Regions from separate parts of the Sus scrofa genome. Here regions 1 and 2 are each linked to region 3. The links are chromatin contacts, called in public HiChIP or PLAC-seq maps. All regions are on one chromosome and are shown on one strand. Each heading gives the region's core, a stretch centred on a gene start, on an enhancer-like site or on the middle of the called end of the contact. The rest is flanking DNA. Distances are from core to core; before and after follow the strand shown. Region 1 overlaps EIF2AK3 (eukaryotic translation initiation factor 2-alpha kinase 3). Region 2 overlaps EIF2AK3 (eukaryotic translation initiation factor 2-alpha kinase 3). Region 3 holds the start of RPIA (ribose 5-phosphate isomerase A).

Evidence for each region. HiChIP or PLAC-seq counts read pairs in DNA pulled down with a chosen protein or histone mark.
Region 1: an H3K27ac HiChIP or PLAC-seq map of alveolar macrophages shows a contact between it and region 3. The contact joins the enhancer-like site here to the promoter of RPIA in region 3. A contact is called at or near these places in 1 of 5 promoter capture datasets (liver), 19 of 47 Hi-C or Micro-C datasets (alveolar macrophages, blood, embryonic fibroblasts and 10 more) and 2 of 2 datasets of contacts at active chromatin or transcription factors (alveolar macrophages and skeletal muscle).
Region 2: a contact with region 3 is called in an H3K27ac HiChIP or PLAC-seq map of alveolar macrophages. The contact joins the enhancer-like site here to the promoter of RPIA in region 3. A contact is called at or near these places in 1 of 5 promoter capture datasets (liver), 23 of 47 Hi-C or Micro-C datasets (blood, embryonic fibroblasts, fetal heart ventricle and 10 more) and 2 of 2 datasets of contacts at active chromatin or transcription factors (alveolar macrophages and skeletal muscle).

What each region holds. Positions count from the first base shown.
Region 1 is chr3:57,453,644-57,458,094 of Sscrofa11.1, reverse strand. The region is part of intron 2 of EIF2AK3 (eukaryotic translation initiation factor 2-alpha kinase 3); the gene reads right to left. Among named protein-coding and RNA genes, the nearest start is that of EIF2AK3, 32 kb to the right of the region's middle. Within about 2 kb of position 2,609, at least 17 of the 83 cell types and tissues checked have an H3K27ac peak or open chromatin away from gene starts, as enhancers often do. A contact at or near this core is called in alveolar macrophages and embryonic fibroblasts, where this site is marked.
Region 2 is chr3:57,474,050-57,478,296 of Sscrofa11.1, reverse strand. All of the region lies in intron 10 of EIF2AK3 (eukaryotic translation initiation factor 2-alpha kinase 3), which reads right to left. Among named protein-coding and RNA genes, the nearest start is that of EIF2AK3, 52 kb to the right of the region's middle. Within about 2 kb of position 1,921, at least 4 of the 83 cell types and tissues checked have an H3K27ac peak or open chromatin away from gene starts, as enhancers often do. A contact at or near this core is called in alveolar macrophages and embryonic fibroblasts, where this site is marked.
Region 3 is chr3:57,385,182-57,389,670 of Sscrofa11.1, reverse strand. It overlaps RPIA (ribose 5-phosphate isomerase A), which reads left to right and starts at 2,762. Exons shown (of 9, transcript NM_001097495.1): 1 at 2,762-3,043. The coding sequence starts at 2,771. LOC102164763 (a long non-coding RNA gene) reads right to left here and starts at 2,577. Exons shown (of 5, transcript XR_001306050.2): 1 at 2,473-2,577; 2 at 1,191-1,641; 3 at 874-1,059.

The DNA.
Region 1 (4,451 bases), core at 1,360-3,859, 69 kb before region 3:
ATGGCGGCAACAGTTCTGATCAGACCCCTAGCCTGGGAACCTCCATGTGCCTCCTTTAGGTGCGGCCCTAAAAGGACAAAAGACAGAAGACCAAAAAAAAATATCTAGATTAGAAGAGGCTAATGTGACAAGTAACTGCACTAGCTGACCCTAGACTAGATGCTGTTTTGGGAGTGGAGGGCACTATATTATTAGGTCAACTGATAAAACTGGAATGTGGACAGTACATTAAAGTGTCAACATAAATTTATGAAGCTGATTAATTGTCCTGTGATTATGTAAGAGCCTATCTCTATTAGGAGATGCATGCAGACGCATTTAGAAGTAAAGGGCTGCAATGGATATTTAATTTATCTTTAGACATTTCAAGAAAAAAAAGTATGTATGGGTGTTTGGAAGATAAGACACACACACACACACACACACAACTCAAATGATAAAACAAACAAGGTTTGAACAGGTAAATCTTGGTATATAAGGGTTGTGGTTCCCTTTTTGTCCCTCCCCTCCCCCCATGGCTACATCACAGCATATGGAAGTTCCTGGGCCAGGGATCTAATCTGAGCCACAGCTGCAGCCATGCCGGATCCTTAACCAACTGCACCAAGTTGAGGACTGAACGTGCATCTGCCTCCACAGAGACACTGGCGGACACTTAACCTGCTGTACCACAGCAGGAACCAAAGATTGGCTTTCTTTTTCTTTCTTTCTTTTTTTTTTTCCTGGTACCACTTTTCATACCAAAAAGTGTGCAACTTTTTGTAGTCTGAAATAATTTCCAAGTAAGAGGTTAAAAAGAAAAGATACTCAAGAGCCTTGCAGGAGCTCTGTAATTAAACTCAGAATGCTATACCATTAAATTGAAGGCTCCTCACAATTCTGCATATTTAAAGATCTTCAACTATTACTCATTATTTTTAAAAAATTGGTGTTTAATAAGCTCTCAAATGCTATCGGTATGATGACATATATATACCACCTCATATTATCTTAGAGTATTAACATTATTATTTTCTTTGCTTTCTTCTAATTTTTTTGTTTGTTTGTTTTGTTTTTTCGTCTATTTGTCTTTTAGGGCCACACCCTTGGCATAGGGAGGTTCTCAGGCCAGGGGTCCAATCAGAGCTGTAGCCACCAGCCTGCCTACACCACAGCCACAGCAACACAGGATCAACCGCTGAGCCACGACGGGAACTCCTGCTTTCTTATTTCTTGATAATAACAGATTCACAATTTTATTTTCAAGAATTGAAACTTTTCTTTTTATCTTTTGTAGGCTGTCCAACCTGAAGCTGTCATTAAGAACAGACTTAGGGAGTTCCTGTCATGGTTCAGCAGAAACGAATCTGACTAGCATCCATGAGGGTGCAGGTTTGATCCCTGGCCTCGCTCAGTGGGTTAAGGATCCAACAACTCAGATCCCAAGTTGCTGTGGCTGTGGCATAAGCCAGCAGCTACAGCTCCGATTCGCCTGGGAAACTCCACATGCCTCAGGTGCAGCCCTAAAAAAAAATTTTTTTTTAAAGAACAGATTTAGGTCATATATACACACTCTATGATAACAATATTATAGTATTTTAGCCAAAACAGGCTCCCATTTTAAGTTACATACCAGTTTGAAAACCAAGTATTTCCTGTTCTCCACCTTCCATATTATATTAGGTAGTCTCTATTCTATTTACTAGAATACTAAGTTCAAATTATAAGAAAGTTAGCAAATAGGTATTTCAGTTGTCTGGTCTTGTTAACAGTAGTACTGGCTGAGTACAGACTGGAGAATGGTTTGCATCAATATAAGAACGAGGAAGAGGGGTTTCATGGGGCTGTAGTGAACAGATAACCTTTATTTTTATTTGTTTCCTCTTCCATTAAACAACTTTTTTCCCTCTAAAGAAGTAGTAGATCCTTAGGGAACACAATGGCTCCTCAGTGCAACCACCCCCACCCCCCAAAACAGACAAAAATCTGTCAAACGAATAGGAACTAAAATTTCTCTCTGTGTCTAAATGTGAAAGGAAAAAAAGTTATTTGCAATTAAAAGTCAGGTTTAAGCAACTAAGATTTCATATGATTGACCATGTAGTGAAAAATTGCCCTATTTTACTTTTTTAATTAATTAATTTTATTATTATTTTTTCTTTTTCGGCCACACTGTGGCATATGGAATTCCCGGGGCAGGGATCAAATCTGAGTGGAAGTTGTGACCTAGGCAACTAGGCCAGATCTTTAGCCCACTGCGCCCAGGCAGGGATCGAACTGCATCCCAGCACTCCCAAGATGTTGCCAATCCCTATGCACCACAGTGGGAACTCCAAAATTGCCCCATTTTAAAAGTTAGGTCTTCTAGGGCATGATTCAAAGGGAAGAGTGCAAAACCCAAAACAATGAGAAAGCATTATGATTTAATACTCAAATCGTGTCATATTTCTGGATTATGACTTTAAAGTTCACTTTTAAATAGCTGCTCTTCCTCAATTGGCTGCTTATGAGTCATACCCATGGCTGCTGACCCGTGCACCAATCTTTGTGAAGTTTTTCAGGCCACATCTGTGAAAACAGATGGCGCTTTTTCCTTGAGAGCCACAAGCAGTGATAGAAGCATGCAGTTCAGGTACAGAGATGACATCACCCCTCATAGGAGCATTACCTCACCCTCCCAGCACAGGAATGAGTCACCCCGGATAATCAGCTGCAAATCTCTTGGTATAAAAAAAAATGTAGGCTATGGTGATGCATTTTCACATTCCACTGATTTGTTTCTCTGAGCAGCTATTGGTTCTGATTTGCTGCCCTGCATCTCAAACTAATTACATGCCTTGCTTCCCACATCAGTCGTTTATTAAAAATATAAGTTCCTATTATTTGGGGATTTTCCCCCATTTGCTTTTTTTTCTGTTGATAATTTTAAAATAAAAGGCTTGTCAAATCAGCTAGCAAACCCAATACCAAAGATCCAATCAAGGTCTTTATCCTGCAAGCAAAGCAGTTGAGTAAAGCCAATTCAATTTATGATTTTGGAAAAACATCTAAATGGCAGAATGAATACCAGTGACACAAAATCACGGATAGCTGTTTGAAATGTGAATGTGCAGGTAAGAACTCTATTTTTAAGTGGCAGAAGGGACTTCAACTGAGACAACAAAGGAGTAATACTAAAATGAATACAGCCAACAATAAAAATGAAAATTCATCTTATATGGAAAAAAATGTATTTTGCATTTGGTTCTTCTTTCTTTTTCTATCCAACCACCTCCTCACCCCTCCCCAAGCTCCTACCATTAGCACATACACTTTGGGGTATATTCAACTTTGTTTTATTTATGTATTTATTTTTGGCTGCACCCATGGCATGCAGAACTTCTCAAGCCAGGGACTGAACCCACGCCACGCGGTCACAGGCCATATCCTTCATCGCTAGGCCACCAGGGAACTCCCTGACTTTAACTTAGTATATTTTGGAAACATATAAAATGTAAAGAGATGAATATAATAAACCCCCATGCACCTGTCACTCAGCTTCAACAAGCATCACATTTTGCCAAGTGCTCCCCAGTGCTCTCCACTCATCCACTACATGTATTTGTTAACAAGAGTATTTTAAAGTCCATCACAGGCATTACGTCATTTCACGTATGAATATTTCAGTCTTCATTGCTGAGAAGTAACTACCATGCCAGTGTTACATCGAACAGAATTGAGTCATTCTCTAAAATCAACTATTTAAATTTCCCTGATTGTTACAAAGATAAACCATATAATCCATTTGCTCCAAAAAGGAATTTATTTAAACTCTACATATGACCTTTGATTTCTTTCTTCCCCCCATAAGGGCCCCTTTCACTCCCTTTATCATGCACTGATTTACTTGGGAAACCCCATCATACAGAATGTCCCACAGTCTGGATTTTGTACGTCAATTAACTTGTTCCTTTAGTCCCTGTATTTCCTTTAAAAAAAGTGTAATTAGGATAGGAGCTGTGGGAGTTCCCCAGTGGCCTATTAGTTAGGATCTGGCGTTATCACTCCACTGGTGTGGGTTCAGTTCCTGGCTGGGAAAGCATGCCAAGGATGTGGCCAAAATAAATAAATAAATAAGAAAGAAAGAAAGAACGGAAGCTTTGATTTGATGCATGTTCAATTTTTTATTTTCTGTCTTTTTAGGGCTGCACTAGCAGCACATGGAAGCTCCCAGGCTAGGGGTCGAATCAGAGCTAGAGCTTCCAGCCACAGCTACAGCCATGTGGGATCTGAGCCACATCTGTGACCTAAGCTACAGCTTGCAGCAACGCTAGATCCTTAACTTACTGAGCAAGGCCAGGGAACAAACCCACATCTTCATGGACACTATGCTGGACTCTTAACCCACTGAGCCACAAAGGGAACTCCTCCTTCACCTTTCAATTTCATGTATTTCCTCTCTGATCTTTATTATTTCCTTCCTTCTGCTGACT
Region 2 (4,247 bases), core at 672-3,171, 89 kb before region 3:
TTTCTAAAAAATTAAAAAGCTTCTGCTTCATGGAGAATCACTTGTTACTCACTTACTCTTTCTTTTTTAAAAAATTAAGTTGTAGTTGATTTACAATGATATGCCAATTTCTGCTATACAGCAAAATGACCCAGTCGTTATACACACACATTCCCTTTCTAATCACTTATTCTTATAGCAACTTTAGGACTGTTCTGTCCTATCCAATACTTTCTATCATCCATCAAAATATTCTACCCTTAATTCTCTAAACTTTTACCTCCTGTGGCATTCTGTACTCAATTAGAAAATATATTTTAATCTTATGTCAGTGCCTGTGTATTTTACAGAAAAAATTTTTAATTAGTCCTATTATATTTAAGTACTTTTTTTTTCTTTTTAGGGCTGTACCTTTGGCATATGAAAGTTCCCAGGCTAGGGGTTGAATCAGATCTGCAGCTGCCAGCCTACACCACAGCCACAGTAACACTGGATCTGAGCTACATATGAGACCTACGCTGCAGTGTTTGTCAATGCCGGATCTTTAACCCACTGAGCCAGGCAGGGACCGAACCTGTATCCTCACAGAGACAATGCCGGGCTCTTCACCCACTGAGCCATGGTGGGAACTCCTAAGTTCTTTTTTAGTCAGAACTCTCTCGAGGAACCAAAGCTATCTGAAATTTGCTGGCATGCCTCACGGGTCACTATGCTCAGCACCAAAGGTATCTGGATGGAAGCTAACTCACATCTGTCACTTACAGATGGGCCTCCTCTTTGTAGTCTATTTCCTCCTTTAGTGCCCGACTCACTGATCTGCTCTGTATATGCCAGATGACTTGCACCCATGGCCTTTCAAAATTTCAGGGCTTTTGCTTCTGCTATTTGCTCTATGAAGTCAGCCTACCTCTTTATATTTATTTACTAAAACTTTATTCTTAGTTCATTCTGCTCATCCACCACCTCTACAAGTCCATGTTGATGTTCTTAGAGCATGACGCATAGAGTACTGTGGACTTCTTAAACTTACTCCCCTCCCAATATTTTAGGTTATTTACACATAGCTTTCTCTCCTTGCTGCCACTGAATAGTGGGGGCCTTGACTGCAGGGAAGCATTCTTTTTTTTTTTTTTTTTCCTCTTTGTATTTCCAAAGCCTGAGCTTACCTGGCAAATAGAAAGTCTGACAGACATCAAATAATGCATGAATTAATAAATGAATGAATGCATGCTATGGAAGTTATTCTTCCAGCCACATGGGGGAGGACTGAATTAGATTACCCTGGGTGTCCCTTAGAAGGCTAAGTTTATTACATTATGACTTGCATACTCTGATTTAGTAGCTGGCTCAGCTGGTTAGAGCACAGTGTTGAGGAGGAAAGACAATAGATCCCAACCCTCCGTGGGCCAATTACCTTCACAGAGAATGAAGAGTAATACTCTGTATCCCTAAAAATAGCTAGTCAAGGTACTTCAGTACAAATCCATCTCCCCAAATGCAAAAGCCCATGAAGTTCAGGTCCTACTCCTGGAGGGCCAATTGAATTATCTTCCTACATTAAAGAAAACACTCTTGTGAAAATGGAAACATCTTTTGAAAAAAAAAAAAAATTAGATATGATGACCGATTCCATAAATTTAAGTTTCGCCTCACCTAAGGACCCAGCTTAGGACTTAAACTCATACCGGAATCCAGAGTTCATGCTCTTAATAATGCCAAGAACACAGTAGGCACTCAACGAACATCGAGTACTATACAGAGCTCCTGCATTTTACAAACAATCAGCTGTTCTCTTCATATTAAAATGAAAGGAAAATAAGTCCAATTCAACTTTAGAGTACATTATTCCAATTCTTTTCACAACAGCCTTACAAATATATATTTATCCACCACAGCCCACTCTTCCCCCATCTCTGCATGTCTCTTACTCATGATTTATGGTTCAATTAAAATGTGACCTCATTTATGACACCCTCTTGAATCATCACTGCCAGAGTCTGTGACTTAGTCATGGCTTTTTTTCTGATATGTTTTTTATGTTTTATCTAGCATCATCTTCCCCTGGAGATGTTAGGCTCCTCTAGGAGCTATGCCCAGTCTTTTTATTTCTCCCAAAGCCTGAGATACTGCCTGCACACAGCTGTTCAGAATAAGTGCTGAATGAACAACAAACAGCCTGGGCAGTGAACTGCTGGTGGAGCTGGTGAACCCCGACTTCTCCCTCCCTCACTGGAGGTATCAGCCACTAATGCATTAGTTAGCATCCTTATCAGCAAGGGCATTAACGCTCTTACCACTTGTAACTCACCTAGTAGATTTTGCTAAGACATACATACAGATTATGGTCGATTCTCAGTTTTTGATGATACAGTATGAATGAAGCTTAGATAAATTAAGTCCACAGGTAATCAAAATAACACACATTTTAGCTGAAATTTTCATTATTTTGATCATAAAACCATTACCCTAGATAGTAAGCAGTAAGGTTCTATACTTTTTCCTTGTCCTCATATCACTACAGTACTAAGTATGATACAAAAACAAAGGGAAGTAGTTCTCTTGTGGCTCAGTGGGTTAAGGATCTGGCGTTGTCACTACTGTGGCCCAGGTTCAATTCCTGGCTGGGAACTTATGAATGCCATGGGTGTGACCAAAAAAGGGGGAGGAGAAGAAGTAGCAATAATCCATGTAATAAGAAAATTACATGGATTGAACCACAGAACCATTTCTCATCCTACAAAGCACCCAAATATGTACACCTGATAGACTGCTAACAGATTTTCTACTTTTATTTCACTTTCAAATTATTTGAAAGGGCTGTTTTTTTGTTTTTTGTCTTTTTGCCATTTCTTTGGCTGCTCCTGCAGCATATGGAGGTTCTCAGGCTAGGGATCGAATTGGAGCTGTAGCCACCAGCCTACGCCAGAGCCACAGCGATGCGGGATCCGAGCCACGTCTGCGACCTACACCACAGCTCATGCCAACACCAGATCCTTAACCCACTGAGCAAGGCCAGGGATCGAACCTGCAACCTCATGGTTCCTAGTCAGATTTGTTAACCACTGTGCCACACTGGGAACTCCTGGGCTGCTTTTTAAGTAACCTAACTCCCTCTTCAGCTTTTATTGTGTATTTATTTGTTTGTCCATTTTTGGCCATACCCTCAGCATGTGGAAGTTCCCAGGTCAGGGATTGAACCTGTGCCACAGCAGTAACCAGAGCCACAGCAATGATAAAAGACCCTCAACCCACTGAGTCACCAGGATCTCCCCAATTCTGCTTTTAAAAATGATCAGTTCTATTAGTGTATTTCTCCCTATTTTTCTACTTCTTACTCTAGGGAGAATAAAGATGAAATAAATAATTGAGGATTAAGTAACACAGGAGATTTATATCATATTCTAGCAACATAATAATTACTATTTGGTATTATTAGTACCAAGCCCAGTACATGGCAGAACCTCAATAACTAAGTTATCTGAATAACAACTCAATTTGGTGGTTGTAATTCTTTTTTCATTTCAGTTTTATTGAGAAATAATTGACATACCCAGGGGCTGTAATTCTAAACTTTTATAACACTCTGTTTCTATCCCTCTTACAAATTACTTTGAATAAGTTTAAGAAATCTGAGGGATAAGTCTGTTTTATTTACCTAGATAGTCACACATTTAAAAAGAAGTGAAACAAGATCTACATTTAGAGGTCATTTCTTCTTCTTTTTTTTTTTTGTCTTTTTAGGGCCGCACCCACGGCATACGGAGGTTCCCAGGCTAGGGGTTGAATCGGAGCTGTAGCCGCTGGCCTACACCACAACCACGGCAATGAGGGACCCGAGCCACATCTGTGACCTACACCACAGCTCATGGCAACGCCAGATCCTTAATCCACTGAACGAGGCCAGGGATTGAACCCACATTCTCATGGACACTAGTCAGGTTTGTTAACCACCAAGCCACGATGGGAATTCGTTCTTCTTTTTCAATACAGTTGGCATACAATATTATGCTAACTACATAATGATTTGACATCTGTACACGTTATGAAATGATCACCATGATAAGTCTAGTAGCCATCTGCTCCTACACAAAGTTACTGCAATGTAGTTAACCATATTCTTTATGCTTTATATTACATCCCTGTGACATTTATTATATAACCAGAGGTTTAAAGCAGATGGTGAATGAACAACTCTTCTATTCTTCATCTATTTCACCCACCACCCCCACCCGCTCTCTTCCAGCAACCATCCGTTTGTCCTCTGTATC
Region 3 (4,489 bases), core at 1,513-4,012:
CAGAAGCTTTATTTAGGGGCTTAAGAATTGCAACTCAAGAGACACAGATTCAGGTAAAATTGAAATTGTTATGGAGAAGAGAAAGAGCCAGGAGATAATACAGACAAAAGCCACAAGGTTGTTAAAGTTGTCTAGCCAAACTGTACTTGAGGAGTTCCCCTTGTGGCTCAGCAGGTTAAGCACCGAACTAGTACCCATGAGGATGTGGGTTTGATCCCTGGCCTTGCTTAGTGGGTTAAAGGATCTGGCACTGCCACAAGCTGTGGCTTAGGCTGCAGGTGTAGCTTGGCTCTGGCGCTGCTGTGGCTGTGGTATAGGCTGGTGGCTATGGCTCTGATTTGACCCCTAGCCTGGGAATCTCCATATGTCCTGGGTGCAGCTCTAAAAAGAAAACAACAACAAAAAATTGTACTTGACTCTGATGCAGGTAAGGAAATATTTGTCCTTAAATAAGCTGTCATGAGTCATTTTAGGGTAAGGGTCTCAATAAGCAGATAGGCTGTCAGGACTTATGGTAAGGGTTGAGTAAGTATCCAGAATTTCTGGCAGATGTCCTGAATGTGTACTTTAAGACAGAAAATGGTTAGCTAATTTTCTTTTTCTTCTTTCTTATGGCTGCACCTGCTTCATATGGAACTTCCCAGGCTAGGGGCTGAATCGGAGTTGTAGCTGCAGGCCTAAGCCACAGCTATAACAACATGGGATCCCAGCTGCATCTGCGACCTATGCTGCAGCTTGTGGCAGCACTGGATCCTTGAACCACTGAGCGAAGCCAGGGATCAAACCTGCATCCTCACGGACACTATGGGGTTCTTAACCTGAGCCACAATGGGAAATTCCAGAAAGTGGTTAGCTTATAAGTGCATAACTCACCTTGTCCCAGTGGCCTCCTGGCTCCATTTTGGAGAGCTCTCTTACTAATGCCCACTCCATTTTGATTTTCCTTGCACATGGTCCAAGGGCTGACAGCTTCAGGAGGCATGGCAAAGGAAGCCCAGGTCACCAGGGTGATGACAGTGGCTTATTACTGGTGCTTTGCACACAGAAGAGGGAGAAGACCTGAAATGGTTTGGAAATAAGGTCATAGTAGACAAGGGATTCCACCAACATGGAGGAACAGCACAAAGGCTAGTTCTTTTTATAGACCTCCAAGTAGTCAATATGAATGGAGTCAGAAAAAGCTTTCTTACCTATAAAATAGGGACAGAAAGAATTCTCTCACCCCACAGAGGTCCTGTTGTGGTTCTTCAGATTAAGAACCTGACTAATATCCATGAGGACGTGGGTTCAATTCCTGGCCTCGCTCAGTGAGAGCTGTGGTATAGGTTGCAGATGAGGCGCGAATCCATGTTGCTGCATAGGCATCAGTGTAGACGGGCAGCTGAGCTCTGATTAGACCCCTGGCCTGGTAACTTACATATGCTGCAGGTGCAGCCCTAAAAAGAAAAGAAAAAAAATCCTTCCACCCTAGAGTTCCCGCTGTGATGTGGCAGGTGAAGCTGACTGTGGCAGCTTGGGTTGCTGCAGAGGCATGGGTTTGATCCCTGGCCAGATGCAGTGGGTTAAAGGATCCATCATTGCTGCAGCTCCAGCTCAGATAACAACAACAACAACAAAGAGTTCTTCCATCTTTACCATGCTCTGTAAGTAAGAACAGGACGAAGAATCTCATTTATCACCCAGTTACACAAAAGGTTAAGCCTCAACTCTGCAGTTGCCCCACTAACAGTTCACCCTAAGCGGAATTCAGGGTAGAGAAAAACTGGATGAAGCCTTCTGTGTTTTGGATACATGGCCCCTAGACAAAGATATGTATCTAAGGAAGAATTTCAATGACGCTAGATTCCTGCATCCTCCCATACTTGGGAAAGCACTAAAATCATTAACTTGAACTACCTGGGTTTTTTTGATGGTAAGTAGTCAAGATGTATGCTTGACTACATTTCATAGACCAAAAATTCATATACATACTGGCTCCTCCTCTATCTCTTGTAGAGTTCCAAAGAGCTGAGAGATTATTTCCCAGGCTATAGTCCCTAGTAACATCCCAGAATAAAACTGAAACTCACTGCTCTTACATTGTGCGTGTAGTCTTTTTTTCCTTCTTTTCACCTACATCAAGACACTTTACAGGTAGAGGAGAAACTAGAAAAGTGGAAGTCCTTTTTAAGTCAAGAAGGACTGCGGGGTTTCTGCGGGTCGCATGTTATCTGCGAGGCTAGGGCTCTATCTGGAGGAAACCTTGCCATCCATATGCATAACAACATCTAAGTCTGGGGGTCCGAAATTTGTAGTCCCGGGCCTGCGGGGTCTAAGGATGGACTAAAACGGGAGTCAGGAGCCCCCAGGTGCGTTTCCCTGTGGAGCCAGTATAGAGAAGGCACTCCCGAAATGAGGTCTCCGGAAGTGCGACTGCCTCCAGCCTCGTCCACGGCCACGTTCTTACTTCTGGGAAAAACAACAGGGTCATACCTACACCCACTTCTCAGATGCGCGGACAAACAAAAAAAACCTGAAAGAATGACCCAAACTCGGCTACACGGGCGGTACAAGTCGCGCAAAGCCTGTCGCCCGAGATTTGCGCACCCGGTCGCGGAGCATTGTGGGGCCGGTGGTCCAGGCTGGGGCGCGGCTTCCGGCCGCCGAAGCCGTAGAACCACATTTCCCAGCAAGGCCTGCGCCGCAGCGACGCGGATCTAGTACGTATGCTATCAGACTTCCGGTGGAGCCGGGGGCGGGTCTGTGGTGGAGGCTGGAGCGAGGCGGCGGGATGCAGCGCCCCGGGCCCTTCAGCACCCTCTACGGGCGGGTCCTGGCCCCGCTGCCCGGGCGGGCTGGGGGCGCGGCCTCTGGCGGAGGCGGGAACAGCTGGGGCGTCCTGGGTTCGCACGTGCAGCCTCCGGGACGCGCGCAGTTCGGCGTTGGCAGCACTAGTACCAGCAGTGGGGACGCTAACAGCGTCTGCCCGGCCCCCTCCACGATGTCCAAGGCCGAGGAGGCCAAGAAGCTGGCGGGCCGCGCGGCCGTGGAGAACCACGTGAGGGTAAGCAGCTCGGGGCATGGGGCGTCTGTGCTTGGCCTGAAGGGCTCCTGCTGAGCGTTCTGGGCACTGTCGGGCGCGACTAGTTCCTGGCACAGCGGGGGTTTCGGGAGAGGGCAGAGGGTGCGCACTTTACCCGGGTTTACATCTGTTTAAAGGCTTTTTAGATGTGGAATCATTTGTGGGCAAGTCCCGTAAAAGTTGAGCTATTGAAAGAACTCCTTGCCAGGGCAGATAACTGTTTGCAAAGTGGAGGCTGGTGGTGTCTGATGTTTGGAGTGGATTTAGGAGGGACTTAACCTGTGGCTTCCTTGTCAGATGGAGAGGTCGTCATTTCTCTTCACCGCCCTGGGAAGTAGGTGGGGAGCTGACTTGAAAGGTGTTTTGAAATTTTACCCGAAGGAGGAGCTTGATTCGGTGCGCCCTTGTTCCTGAATGTACTCGCGGGAGGGAAGTGGAGACCGAGCATAAGGGGAAACTCGGGGCTTTAAACTTCCTCCCTTTGACAGGGCCCGAGTGGACACTTGAAAGCCTAGAGGACCCTGTTCTTTAGGGCGGGAGTGTGGAGATGTTTAGCTGTTTCTTGGTGAGGTCATGGCCCCACTTGTTTGCTAAGTGACGGGTGTGGTTCTCTTGGTGGAGTCTTTTAACCTAAGTGGATTTGCTGTCAACAATGAGGTTAATTATCTTAATTATAAGACTTCGGGAGCCCAGAGGCAAGTGGAGTATCTCTATCCTTAGGTGGAGTTTCCTTGGCTTTATTGGCTTTTTGTCTTTTCTGCTTCTTGGAAAGAGGTATCAGATTCCCTTTTCTCTAATGGTGGTTCTTTATTCTTTGCATTTGATAATGCTTTAGTGTACAAGATTATTTTGCCTAGATGTTCCATCCTCCCACAGCCTGGCTAAATGGGAGGGGCCTGCCCTGTAGGAGGAATGACCAAGGAACTTACAGGACCCAAACCCTGTGGCTCCTGTTCTAGTGCCCTTCCACCACTCCCACGGCCACCCTGTTATGGTGTAATAATCTGGTTAGCAATAGGATTTTCTGTGGGAGTTCACAGAGATAATGTGAAATGTGTAACCTGGTTCTGCTTTTGGGTTTCAGTGCCTCAGCTGCAAAATGGGGACCATAAGCTGAAATTTCGAAATGCCTGGATAAAGTGAGTGGTAATGGATAAATGAAGTCTATATAGATAGGCAAGTTCCATATATTAGATTTCTTATTAACCTGTTTACATTACCATTTGGTAGCATGTATCTCTCTGACTGTAGTTTTGTTATTATGTATTTGGTTAAATAAAAATTTGCAAGTCCCCTCCTCAGGCCAGAGCCCCACAACACTGGATTCCAGCCACATTCCCCGAAGTTCCAGGCGATCCTGGGGAGAGCTTTACTGGTCGTTTGGGGGCAGTCTCAGTTACACTCACTTTCCTTTGCAAACTTCTTTCC